Linked DNA regions of Mus musculus: all the other regions are linked to region 1. The links are chromatin contacts, called in public HiChIP or PLAC-seq and promoter capture Hi-C maps. All regions are on one chromosome and are shown on one strand. The core of a region is the stretch at or near the end of the contact, and the rest is flanking DNA. Distances in the headings are between cores, read along the strand shown. Region 1 holds the start of Morc1 (microrchidia 1). Region 2 overlaps Morc1 (microrchidia 1). Region 3 holds the start of Dppa4 (developmental pluripotency associated 4).

Region 1 (4,106 bases), core at 573-3,072:
GGCCAAACGGGGACTGCCCTGAGTATACCAGGAAGAAGAGTATGCTTAGATTTGACTGTACAAGGGTGACTGACAGAGGAGGGAGGCTTTTGGGATGGTGCCCTGTGACTCTCAGCTTCTTACTTACCTACCAGCTCCATGGACTCCCCTCCCCCACATCATCACATTAACCGGCACTGCCTGTGCATTGGGGCTACATACTGACAGCAGGAAGACTCTGCTCAGATTATTAGAGGGATTGCTTCTGTGATAATTGGATCCTTTTCTCTGGTAGATATTACAGCCTTTACTAATTACAGGCTAGTGGCTCTGGTGCACCCTCCCCTGGCCTGCCCCAGCCCCAAGTAAAGTTGCTCTGAGACAGCAGTTGGAAATGGGAATTATAAAATAAATCTGCAAGAGGCTCTTTGAGCTTTTCTTTCCCATAAAAATATGAAAATAGAATATCATTTGTGAAGTTCTATTGAAGGAAGACTTGGGAAAGATAATTTAGGTTGTTTAGCAGAGGGAGTGTGGCTATTGAAAGAGCGCCAACCATGGCAGCCACGGTTAAAAGACAAATGCAATCAGGAGAAATTACTCGGAATGTTTACGTTCACTTTCAGTCTGCAAATTAAAGCAGAGCGAGTGTTCCTTTGGGTTGCAATTCAAATTCCCGTTTCCTCCCCAGATCCCTATAAATGTAGCAGCTGAAAGAGACTTCCTCTCTTCCTACAGTGACTGCTCCACACTTCACACTTTTGCTTCTATTTTCTGAGGGCTTTATTGCCTGTTTGACACTTTGAAATCACAAAACTGTCTCCTTCAGACTCTCCACTCAAGAGTCTCTCTGACTTTGGGAAGAGTATGTGAAATACTCGCTGAGCAGAACTGAACCGCGTTAGTCTCCAAGCCAATCAGCCTTCGCCTTGGATGGGTCTGACTACATCAGAGAGGTCCAGTCACCTCTTAGCCTATCAGTCATGTCCCGCCATCATCCTTGACACAAGTTGCTTCCTCTTGGGTTTTGGTGACTTAGAATTCAGGGCTCAGTTGAGTCTACTGATGGGATTTGGTCACAGGCCAGCAGTGCAGGTGTGAGGACAAATAGAAACCTATCGTGACCCCTGCAGATGGCGACAGCTGTTAACATGGAGGGAAATGCCTGCATGTCGCAGCCTGTCTAAAGTCTGCTATCTGTCCTCAGCTCTTCCTCTTGCTTGCCTTTTTCTCACCCCGACCCCCCAATGTAGAAGACGCAATTATACCCAAGATATACAAGAGTGCAAGTGGACCACTCAAGTAAGAAGAAATGACTTTATCTTTCTGGGGCTCATGCAACTAGGGGGGAAGGGGCAGAAAAGAAAGGGGGAGGGTAAGAGCTCTCTCTTCTGATTCAGTTACAATGTCCTACTTTTCAGATGGACAGTGATGGAAACTGCCAGCAAGAGGGAAGTCTGAGGTTATAGAAATCCCACTTCTGAAAAAAAGGCCAAACCAGACACTTTCTAACAGCTTTCAAGAATCTCCCAGAAGGGCCTAGCACGGTGACACAGTCCTTTAATTCCAGAATGTGCGGGACAGAGGCAAGTGGATCTCTGTGAGTTCAAGGCCAGCCTTGTCTAAATAGTGAGTGCCAGGATACTCAGGACAATGAAGAGAGATCCTGTCTTAAACAACCACAACAGAAGCAAAACAACAACAACAGCAACAAACAATAATAGCAGCAGCAGCAGCAACAACAACATCAAAATGAGAATCTCCATGAGAAGAGCCACATAGCAGGCTGAGCTTCAGCGCTGAGAACACCAGGGGGCGAAGGCGTCTGTTGAGCTCCCACTCTGCAAGTGAGCCAGGCCGTACGCGTGGACGTAGGCGTGGGCGTGGGCCAACAGTTTCCGGTCAGACATCCACGTCTTCTGTTGTCCGCAGGTGGTGCCTGAAGACATGGACAAATATGCCTTGCTGCAGAGGGCTAAACTGCATCTGGATTTCATCCACGCGAATTCGTGAGTTTCCAGAGGGGTTGGAACGGGGTAGTTTTTGTCCACGTGCCACCACCATACTCAATTGGAAAACAAAAGCTTAATGAACTTGGTAGGACTGCTTTAAGAATGTATTTATGCTGTGTGTGAGGACTTAGCAGGGAAGTCGTAACTCTATATCTGGGGATAATAACTGAATAATTTTGATGTTCTTCAGGTAAAGCCGAGTGGAAGGATGGTCCCATGTTTATCATTTAACAAATTTAAATATTGGCCAGAAAAATTGGAACACTTATCCCCCATCCTTTCTATCCTTACTCCGACACTCTGGAAGACACTGTTAAAAAAAAAAAAAACAACAAAAAACCAAAAACAGAGTAATTCGCTTGTGTAGATTTCAACAGCAGTGGGCAGTAATCGGTACTTTTCCTTTTGTGCTGAGTCACATGTGTTTGCTGTCTAACTAGCTGTTATGCTGTCAGACTAGAGGCAAGACAAGGCAGTTGGGAGAACCAGCTGCTCTCCCAGGGGACTGGGGTTCAATTTGAAACACTCACAGGGAGACTCACAACCCTCTGTAACTCCTAACACCATGTTCTGGCCTCCTTGGGTACCAGGCATGCACTGTGATACTCCGATGTACATATACCGAAACACCTTTGCACAAAAAATTAAAAATAGAAAAGAAATATCACAGTCTGTTCCTAACCATGACAATGGACCAAAATCCCCCAAGTGCATCTTTAAAATTTGGGTTAATACAGAACTACAAATGAAAATAAAGATCTGACTGTGTTGGTATATCTTCAGCTCTTCCTATGCATAGAGGCCTGTTGTAAAGTTGAAGATGGAGACAAGAGTAAGAGATGAACTAGGATAATAATACAGACCACTTGCAACCATACACCATGATGAGCAGAGCAAAGCAAGGTCATGATCCTACTTAGATGGGTACACCACTTAAAGTATGGACAGCTTATTTCTGGAACTTTCCAGTTAATATTTTTGGAGTGATACAAAGGGTAATGAAGATCCGCAAAAAAGTAAAACCATGGGTTAGAAAAGGCTACTGCAGTTAGGTTGCAGAGGCAAGTGACTGAATTTTGTCACTTCGAGTTCGGCACAGTACAACAGTGGATGGTATGTCTGTCATTCATGCGGTGTGTTGGTGTTTAGGAATTACCTAGTAGTTTGTTATTTACTGAAAGTACCAACTGATAAGATGGATGGAGCAGGTTTTAAGGACAGGAATGGAAGTGTGTAGAGATCCAGGAGAGGGTTGTCGTATTTTGTAGGACACTCTGAGATTCTAAGGTAACAGAGGAGAATAGGCTGTGCTAAGCAGATGCATACCTGCCATGGAGAGTGGTTTTAAGCTGGAAGGATGGGCTGTCTTCTCAACTCCTTGGCTGACCTTCATCCATAGAAATAGGGGTAAAACTTTTTGCTTAATATTTGAAATAGGGTTTTGTTTTGTAACCCAGAGTGGTCTCAAACTTCAAATCCCTCTGACTTCGCCTCTCACATTCTGGGATGGCTATATGCAGTATTCTGTTTCCATACCCCAGAATCATACCCTATAATTAAGCTCGTGCTTTCTCTAATGCACTCAACAATTCTTTCCATCCTTTCTGCCTTTGACTTCAGCCCAAGCCACACGATCTCTCTTGTGACCCGCCCTCCACACGGCCTTTTAACCAGTGCTGTGCTTCAGACCCCAGCTCCTCCTAGGCCCGTGTTTTCTGAAGCTTCCAGGCTGAACTTTTGAAAAGTGAACCGGATAGAAAGGCCATTCATCAAAAACTATTAACAGCGCTCTCCACTTGGTCTTAAACACTTCTCCTCAGGGGCTGGAATTCCTATATGATCCAGACATGCCTTTATTTTAGCCTGTTCTCTGTATCCATCAAAGGTTTAGTGTGGTCTCAACCACTCTTTCCTGCTTTGGGATCTTTACCTGTTTGGAGAGTTTCCACCTTGGCCCTTCAAAAGATAGAGTTCTGTCTGCAGGGGTCAGATGAGGTATTAGAGTCTTCGGTGACTTTCCATTCCATCCTTTGTAGTCACTCTTTCTTGTTACTGCTCTGAAAATAGCCCTGCCCAAGCTCTGGAAACTTGTCTTCATGTGTTTGTGTATTTTCT
Region 2 (4,106 bases), core at 850-3,349, 150 kb after region 1:
GCATCTGCTCCCATCAGCTGCCCAAGGCAACCTCTCTGATAACGACTGTACTAGGCACTGATCTATGAGTATAGCAGAAAACAGTTAGGAACTTTTTTTTCCTTTTTTCTTTTTTTCTTTTTTTTTGGTGAGTTGTATTTGGTTCTATCTTAGGTCTCTAGACTATCCAGCCTCTGGTTCCTGGTCATCCTTGAGCTTCCTCTCATGTGGGCCTCATATTAGATCAGTCACTGATTGGCCACTCCCACCACCATTGCCCCAGTCCATCTTACAGGCAGGACAGATTGTAGGTTAAAGGTTTTGTGGATGATCTGGTGTCCCAGTCCTATCATGGGAAACCTTGCCTGATTACAAAAGATGGCTGATTCAGACTCTGTATCCTCCATACTAGAACTAATATTTTAAAAATATGTTTCCAGTAGTTTCTATGAGAAAGTTACTGATGATTTAGTTTATAGAAATTTATTTACTTATAAATATTCTATATACATGACTCTTCTATATGTATGTGTGTGCACATGTATGGGTGTTCATGTGTGTGCCACAATCTTTGCATGGGTGTATGCATGCCTGTAGAGACCAGAAGATAGCTGTAGATGTTATCTCTCAGACATCACCCACCTTGGAAGTTTTTGTTTGGTTGGTTTTGTTTTGTATTGTTTTTTGGTGAAACTGTCCCTCACCTGGCCTTGTGAGGTAAGGCAGACTTATCAGGAAGATGAAAGAATCCACTAGTCTCCTCCTCCCTAATACTGGGATTATAAGTGTGTGTCACTGTACCCAGCTTTTGAAAGTGGGTTCGTGTCCTCAAGCTCTTTCTTGATTTTTAATTTTGCTAAATGTCATATAATATTATATTTATCAGTTTTACAAGGATCCCTCCTTGTAACTCATACCTGCAATATCAGTACCAGGGGGGCAGAGGCAAGAGGACTGCCATAAGTTCTAGAATAGCCGAGTCTCCCAGCTTGCAGCCTGCCGGGTGGTACATAGTGAAGTTTTGCCTCCTCTTCACATACACACTATAATAACATAAAATCAAGTGCAGAGGACATTTGAATCATTTGAGCATCTTTAAAAAGGAATAGTTGTGAGGCCTCAGAGCTGCTCAGCTATATTAGACACAAGAATGTATAGGAAACCTGACAGTTTCAAATTGCCCCTATTTTGTTTATGTGTATGTGCATATGTTTTTGTGTGTGTCCATGTGTATGTGCATGTCAACAATTAACATCATGTGTCTTCTCCAACGATGTGAGATAGAGCCTCTCTATAAACTTGGAGCTTACCACCTTGCCTAACTATCTCTGGTCAGCAAGCTTAAGCAGCCATAAGTCCTCACCTCCCAGAGGTTACAAATACGCAGCACTGCATCTGGCTTTTTATGTGGGTGCTGGAGATCCAAACTCAAGTCTTTCTGCTTGCCTTCTCCCCAACCTTTAACAGCTCATAGGTCTTTGGGGTTTTTTGTTTTTTGTTTTTTGAGACAGGGTTTCTCTGTGTAGCCCTGGCTGTCCTAGAACTCACTTTGTAGAACAGGCTGGCCTCGAACTCAGAAATCCACCTGCCTCTGCCTCCCAAGTGCTGGGATTAAAGGCATGCGCCACCATGCCCGGCTTTCATAGGTCTTAATAGACAAAGATGTACATATCTTATGTCTCGAAATTTCTCCATGTTTGCTTGAAATACTGAAGCATTTGCTTCAAGCGTGTCCCTTTAGTTTGGGTTGCTGCTGCTTGCATTTTTTGTATTCTATACAGGCACTAAAAACTCCTGAACCCAGTAATAAGTTGGAATGCACATGAGCTCATAACCTTGCTCCTTCCTTTCATAGAAATTTACCTAACTCACTACATAGCTGAATTTCAGAATCAGGCACAAGAGCAGTATGTTCTCTTTGTATTAAAGTTGGTTCTCCTGGATAGCAACTCATCACCAGCAGGAAACTTGGGAATGCTAGAAAAGCACCAACATTCTACCCCAAAGTCCCTTAGTTCTGTTTGGCTTCTAGCATAGAGAGGAGACTCTAGCTAAGGGCTAGAAAACAGTAGCCAGCAGGGGCGGGATTCAGGATGTGAGATGTGGGATTAGCCTGAAAATGCAAACTGGCCTCACCTCACATGCACTTCCTCTGGCAGGAAGTGAAGTTGCATTGTGTGTTCTCAAAGTCAGGTCTCTGCATTCAGCCCACGTCTGCAGCTCCTGCTGAATCCACCGCGTGAACTATTTACTACTGAAGGATGCAGTCAAACCTTTTTATTTTTGAACTTTTTATTAGTAGTGAGAAACACGCCTGATAATCCCGAGCCTCACAATGGGTAGAAGTGCAGAGAAAACATGTCTAGGGCATGCTTGGCCCTTTATGCTCAACCTCAGTCTACATCATGCTCTGCCCCACAAGGCTCAGAGGACATCACGGAGGAGGCTTCTAAGAGTCAGAGATCAGGGCGATCTTCTATGAATCAGTGTCTTCTGAGCGTGGCAGGGCCGTTGCACCCATAAGCACAGGAGCTGTTGCTACGTGCATCTATAGTTTGCCCAAGACCAAGGCAGTCTACATTCTACCATGGGTGAGGGAGGAACACACAAATCCCAGACCTGAGTGGAGGCGCTATTTGCAGAGGATGACTTTTATAGAAAGGAGAGTTATTTTTCTTCAGAGGCATGGCCTTGCTCCAGTGGATGATGCCACACCTGTGTGAATATAGGCAGCATGAGTTGGACCTAGTGGATTTAAGAAAAAAAAAAAAAAAACAGGACGTGAAATTGAAAAGGGGGTGGATGTCTCTTAGCTGCATGACCAAGGCAACTTGGAAAAGAAAGCATTTAATGTAGAGTTTTACAGTTCCAGAGGATTCTTATTCATTGCGGGAAGTGGGGAGCATTGTAACAGGCAGGGAGGCATGGCAGGAGAACTAAAACCATAGCAGAGAACTTATATCTGAGGGAGGGAGGAAGGGAGGGAGGGAGGGAGGGAGGGAGGGAGGGAGGGAGGGAGGGAGGGAGGAGAAAAATATGCATAGGATATAAGAAAGCATACTAACTGGGAATGGTATGAGCTTTTAAAACCTGAAATAGGGCCGGGCGTGGTGGCTCACACCTTTAATCCCAGCAATTGGAGGCAGAGGCAGGCGAATTTCTGAGTTCGAGGCCAGCCTGGTCTACAGAGTGAGTTCCAGGACAGCTGGGGCTACACAGAAAAACCCGTCTCAAAAAACCAAAAAACCAGAAATATATGAATCTATGGGTACCACTCACATTTGAACATAAATTGGGGAGATCTGGGAGAAACTGGTGGGCAAGACTAGGGGGTAAATATAATTAAACTACATTACATACATAAAAATATAATGGAGTGTCATGAGAGAAGATAGTAATTCATCATAAATGATGCAACTACAACTCATAAAATTATGTCTTACTGTTTTTAATTAAGGAAAAATCCAAACTTGGGAGAATCCAGCCTTCAGGGGCAGACCTGACTCAGGGCAGTCCCTCATCTGTTAAGCTTTCGTTCATGCAAAGAAGCCAAAAGAGGAGCACAGAGGATACTCACTCGGACGTGGAGTTCATCTGCATGACGAAGATTCCGAAGAAGTCTGTGAAGAAGACCGTGAAGTACCTGCAGCCTGGTCACGCTCCAGCTCTATTGGAAAACCTCAAACTCGAGGACACAGCCCAGGCATGTCTCCCCCCCCCCCATTCTTTTCTCTTATTCACAAAATATATAATAATTCCCTTGTTCTGGAAATAGCATGTGGTAAAGGTTTTGCTTCATTTTCACATTTTTAGCTCACTCTAATTATGGGATGTACATTGCAACCTGTGTTTGCTGGATAAGGTCCCAATTTCTATTTTTTCCCTTTGGTTTTCTACTTTGGAAGAAAAGTTAGATTGCTAATATCAGCACAATTTGGAGAACTCAGCCAAGTGACAGTGCCCCAAAGAATGCCTGGATGGGAAAAGAGCTCACATTTGTATTTAACAGAAGAGAATGACTGGAGAAACTTCTAACTTATAGCAGCCATGGTGTGGTGCTTTGAAAATGCTTGGCCCATGGGAAGTGGCACTATTAAGGAGGTGTGGCCTCATTGGGATAAGCGTGG
Region 3 (4,106 bases), core at 1,199-3,698, 150 kb before region 1:
TATAAATTTTTTTTTTTTTTTTTTTCTGAGACAGGGTTTCTCTGTATAGCCCTGACTCTCCTGGAACTCACTCTGTAGACCAGGCTGGCCTCGAACTCAGAAATCCTCCTGCCTCTGCCTCCCAAGTGCTGGGATTAAAGGTGTGCGCCACCACCGCCCGGCTATAAATAAATCTTAAAACAAACAAACAAAAAGATCTGGCTGTAGGACTTAAAAAGAATTCTGTTCTGGGGTGGGTGGTGGGGAATGGGGAGGAGGGGGTGGGGAATGTAGGGTGGGGGTGAGCAATTTACCTGGGGATTGGACCTAGTTCACTCAGTATGCTAATCAAGCACTCTACCACTGTGTGGTCTGCCCCTGTTTATTTCAGACACTTAGTTTGTCTAGTACAGGCTAGCTTCTAACTTGAGATTCATTTACTTCACCGCTCCATCATACTAGCTACAGGTAAGTCACAGGTCTTACCTCTATGAGGTGGCAAGTGTAGATCTGAATCCCACAGTCACCACTTCTTTTTTTTTTTTTTTTTTTTTTTTTGGTTTTTCGAGACAGGGTTTCTCTGTGTAGCCCTGGCTGTCCTGGAACTCACTCTGTAGACCAGGCTGGCCTCGAACTCAGAAATCCGCCTGCCTCTGCCTCCCGAGTGCTGGGATTAAAGGCGTGCGCCACCACACCCAGCTCAGTCACCACTTCTAAACGCACAGTCTCTCACTTCACATCTCTGGTCTCTTGCAGAGAAGAGCCCAAAGGAACTTTTCCTGTTTGCTTGGTTGGTTGGTTTTGTTGTTGTTGTTGTGTTGTTTTGTTTTTGTGGGAGAGGGTGGTGCTGACATCGGAAGAGAGAGTCTTGATCTTTATTTTAAGCCAAGCTTGATGTTCATTTACTGGACAAGCAAGTTACCAGTAGTTTCCCACAAATCTTCGTCATCTGCAAAAGGGAAACCAACAGCGACGGAATTTTATTACCAGGATTCACGACATACTCAGTAGACTTTAAAAACTTTTGGGGGGGGAAGGAGGGAATGTCTGGTGGTGGGTGGGACGTGCATTTAGTCCCAGCACTCAGAAGGCAGAGAGGCAGGAGGAGCTCTGTGAGTTCGAGGCCAGCCTGGTCCAGGACAGCAGGCTACACAGAGAAACCCTGTTATCAAATACCAACCAACTAGCAACGACAAAACCTTTTAACAGTTGGCAGAAAAAAAAAAAAAAAAAAAAGGGCTGGTGAGATGGCTCAGTGGGTAAGAGCACCCGACTGCTCTTCCAAAGGTCCAGAGTTCAAATCCCAGCAACCACATGGTGGCTCACAACCATCCATAACGAGATCTGACTCCCCCTTCTGGAGTGTCTGAAGACAGCTACAATGTACTTCCATATAATAAATAAATAAATCTTTAAAAAAAAAAAAAAAAACAGTTGGCAGATAGAAAGTTACAGTTTTGAACCAGGCTCGGTGGCCTGAATTCCAGCCCTGGGGAAGCTAGAAGATCAGAAATTCAAGCCCTGGCCAGGTGTGGTGGGGTACACCTTGAATCCTAGCAGTCAGGAGGATGAGACAGGAAGACCTCAGTATGCTGCAGGTCCGTGGAGACTTCAAAAAAGGAGGGTTGGATGGGGAAGAATTAAAAGAGTTGTAATTTTATGGGCTGGGATTGTAGCTCAGTGGTAGATTGATTGGTGCACAGAAACAAAGCCCAGGGTGAGCCCTGAAACCACCAAAACAATGCAACCCCCACCCCCTGCCATCTCATGGAAAAGGATTTCTGGAGCAACTGGGTTGTTTTCATTCCTGTTCAGGATGCTAATTCCATTAGATAAATTTGCAGTCTTTTCAGAATTCTCTAGGAACTTCACTTTCCCTTAGCAATATTTAGGTTCTTTCTTTCTTTCTTTCTTTCTTTCTTTCTTTCTTTCTTTCTTTCTTTCTTTCTTTCTTTCTTTCTTTCTTTCTTTCTTCCTTCCTTCCTTCCTTCCTTCCTTCCCTTTTTTTTTTTTTTTTCTTTTTTCTAAGATAGAGTCTCACTATGTAGACTAGGCTGACCAGGAGCTCAGAGAGATCCACCTGCCTCTGCATCTCTAATGCTGGGATTAAAGGTGTGTGCTGCCACGCCCAGCAATAATTACAGTTTTAAATATCCCAGATCTACAGTTGCCAGGAGCAGGGGGTAGCAGCTCACACCTCTAAATCGCAGTATTCCGGAGGTTGAGACAGTACAATATACAAAGCGCATTTCTGGCCAGGCAAAGAAATGATAAACTCTGCCTCAAAAACAAAACAAAACAAAACAAACAAAAAAAAATTCGAGGAAACAAGCCTAATAATTAAACCACACAAAAGGGGATTTTATTAAAATCAGCCACAAAAGGAGATTTTAGCATCACAATTTTGTTGAGGGTGGGACCAGAAGGGGAGGGGAACGGAAGAGGGCCTCAAGACAACAGGAAGTAGGAGGAGATTTTGAAAAGCCGGCTGAGGTCAGAGGTCTTTTGGAAGCTGGGAGAACTTTCTTTCGGAGGATTCATCTATTCTCAAGATGGAGACTGCTGGAGACAAGAAGGTGAGAACTGTTTTTACAATTTGGCTTTCCAAATGAGGGCCCCTCATTTTTGAGTATAGCCAGCCATTGTTTGGAGAAGAGAAGAATGAGCGTTACAATTTGTTACAACCTTAATTGTTTTTTTAAAAAAAATTATTATTTAAAGGCAGGTGTGTGGCTTGGCGGGCCCGCTCGAAGTGGCCTTGCGCGAGACCCTGGGGCCCGGGTGTAGATGTGTTAGGAGAGGAGGGTGTGTTTTGGAAGGAATGCTTTGTTAGGAAGGAATTTAGAATCCCGTAGCTGGTCCCGGGATAAAACAGGGTATAAACTGAGGCTTTGGGTAGCCTCGGAAGGAGTCCCCAGTTAACCTGAGAGGACCCGAGGGCTTAACCCAAAAGTGCCTGCTACAGGGCTTCCAGGCCCCTTAATTTATCCATAGGCCCTCAGAATCTATGAATTTTGACATGGCAGACCTGCTGGTTCCTAACTGTAGTAGCCAGGATAGGATGCTGAGCACTTTCCTGGACTCCTCCCCAAGAAACCGCCAGCCATTTTCATCTTTCTTTATTGTAAGAATTTTGTTAAGTCCTAAAGTGAATCCTTTATAAAGAGGTTGTGCAAAAGTAAATCTTAGTCCTTGGGAAGCCGGTCCCTATTGTGATGGGAGAGAACTGAGGTGTCAAGTAACAGGAAATGCTAAATTGTCACTTCCACAATTGCGGGGGTGGAGGAGGGGGGGGGTGGAAAAGACCTAGGTTTTGGAGCTAAGTGACCTGGTGGTTTTACTTATTTATTTAGTGAGTTATTGTTTTGTTTCTCTGTAGTCCTGGGTACCCGGGACTCGCTCTGTAAACCAGGTTGGTTTGCCTCCCGGGTGCCACCCTCTCTTTTCTTTCTGAAACAAGGTTTCTCTGTAGCCCTGGCTGTCCTGTAACTCACTCTTGTAGACCAGGCTAGCCAGGAACTGAAGAGATTCGCCTTCCTCTGCCTCCCGAGTGCTGGGATAAAGGCATGTGCCATGACCACCTGGCTTTAATAAGCTTTTAACTTTTGGCCCTCCATGTTGAAAATACAGTAGTGGTTCTGAAGTTATATAAAGATTAAATGAGGCAAGGAGTGTGTTTAGTCGTGTATATGCTGGAAGAGGCTTAATATTTGTTAGGTTTTTTTTTTTTTTTTTTGGTGTGTGTGTGTGTGTGTGTTTCTTTCTGTGCTTAGGGATTTTTTTGTTGTCGTTGTTGTTGTTCCCTTAATTAAACTGAATATTTATTATCCATCCTCAGCAATAAAAGGGAGAGGGACCCCATTCTTATGGAGTTTAAAATCAGATGGAATTAATTGACACATGGAAATGAGGTAACATGTGGTAGATTTTTGAGATTCCAGCAAAATAACCCTTGAATTGAGACTCGGAGGACAGTGAGGTGTAAGAACTGAAGGAGGAGTGGGTGGGTCCTAACACATCACCAGGCTGTTTTAACAATTGGAAACTGTCCCTAGGCCATGTCTGAGAGGCTCTGAAGGGAAATCAAGCCACGGAAGTGACAGTGCCTTTGGTACATCACTCTGGCT

What was found. Promoter capture Hi-C pulls out the DNA fragments that hold promoters and counts their contacts. HiChIP or PLAC-seq counts read pairs in DNA pulled down with a chosen protein or histone mark.
Region 2: a contact with region 1 is called in an H3K27ac HiChIP or PLAC-seq map of embryonic stem cells, with 5 read pairs. The contact joins the enhancer-like site here to the promoter of Morc1 in region 1. A contact is called at or near these places in 2 of 39 promoter capture datasets (embryonic stem cells and stem cell-derived epiblast-like cells), 1 of 15 datasets of contacts at CTCF or cohesin (embryonic stem cells), 14 of 484 Hi-C or Micro-C datasets (the G1E-ER4 cell line, embryonic retina, embryonic stem cells and 1 more), 6 of 115 datasets of contacts at active chromatin or transcription factors (all in embryonic stem cells) and 2 of 9 other capture datasets (adipose tissue and embryonic stem cells).
Region 3: a contact with region 1 is called in a promoter capture Hi-C map of embryonic stem cells. The contact joins the promoter of Dppa4 here to the promoter of Morc1 in region 1. A contact is called at or near these places in 1 of 39 promoter capture datasets (embryonic stem cells) and 3 of 9 other capture datasets (adipose tissue, liver and pancreatic islet).

Annotation. Positions count from the first base shown.
Region 1 is chr16:48,429,415-48,433,520 of GRCm38.p6, forward strand. It overlaps Morc1 (microrchidia 1), which reads left to right and starts at 1,823. Exons shown (of 27, transcript NM_010816.1): 1 at 1,823-1,988. The coding sequence starts at 1,927.
Region 2 is chr16:48,583,457-48,587,562 of GRCm38.p6, forward strand. It overlaps Morc1 (microrchidia 1), which reads left to right. Exons shown (of 27, transcript NM_010816.1): 19 at 3,437-3,682. Among named protein-coding and RNA genes, the nearest start is that of Gm41458, 28 kb to the right of the region's middle. Within about 2 kb of position 2,100, at least 28 of the 459 cell types and tissues checked have an H3K27ac peak or open chromatin away from gene starts, as enhancers often do. A contact at or near this core is called in embryonic stem cells, where this site is marked.
Region 3 is chr16:48,281,287-48,285,392 of GRCm38.p6, forward strand. It overlaps Dppa4 (developmental pluripotency associated 4), which reads left to right and starts at 2,449. Exons shown (of 7, transcript NM_028610.2): 1 at 2,449-2,555. The coding sequence starts at 2,532.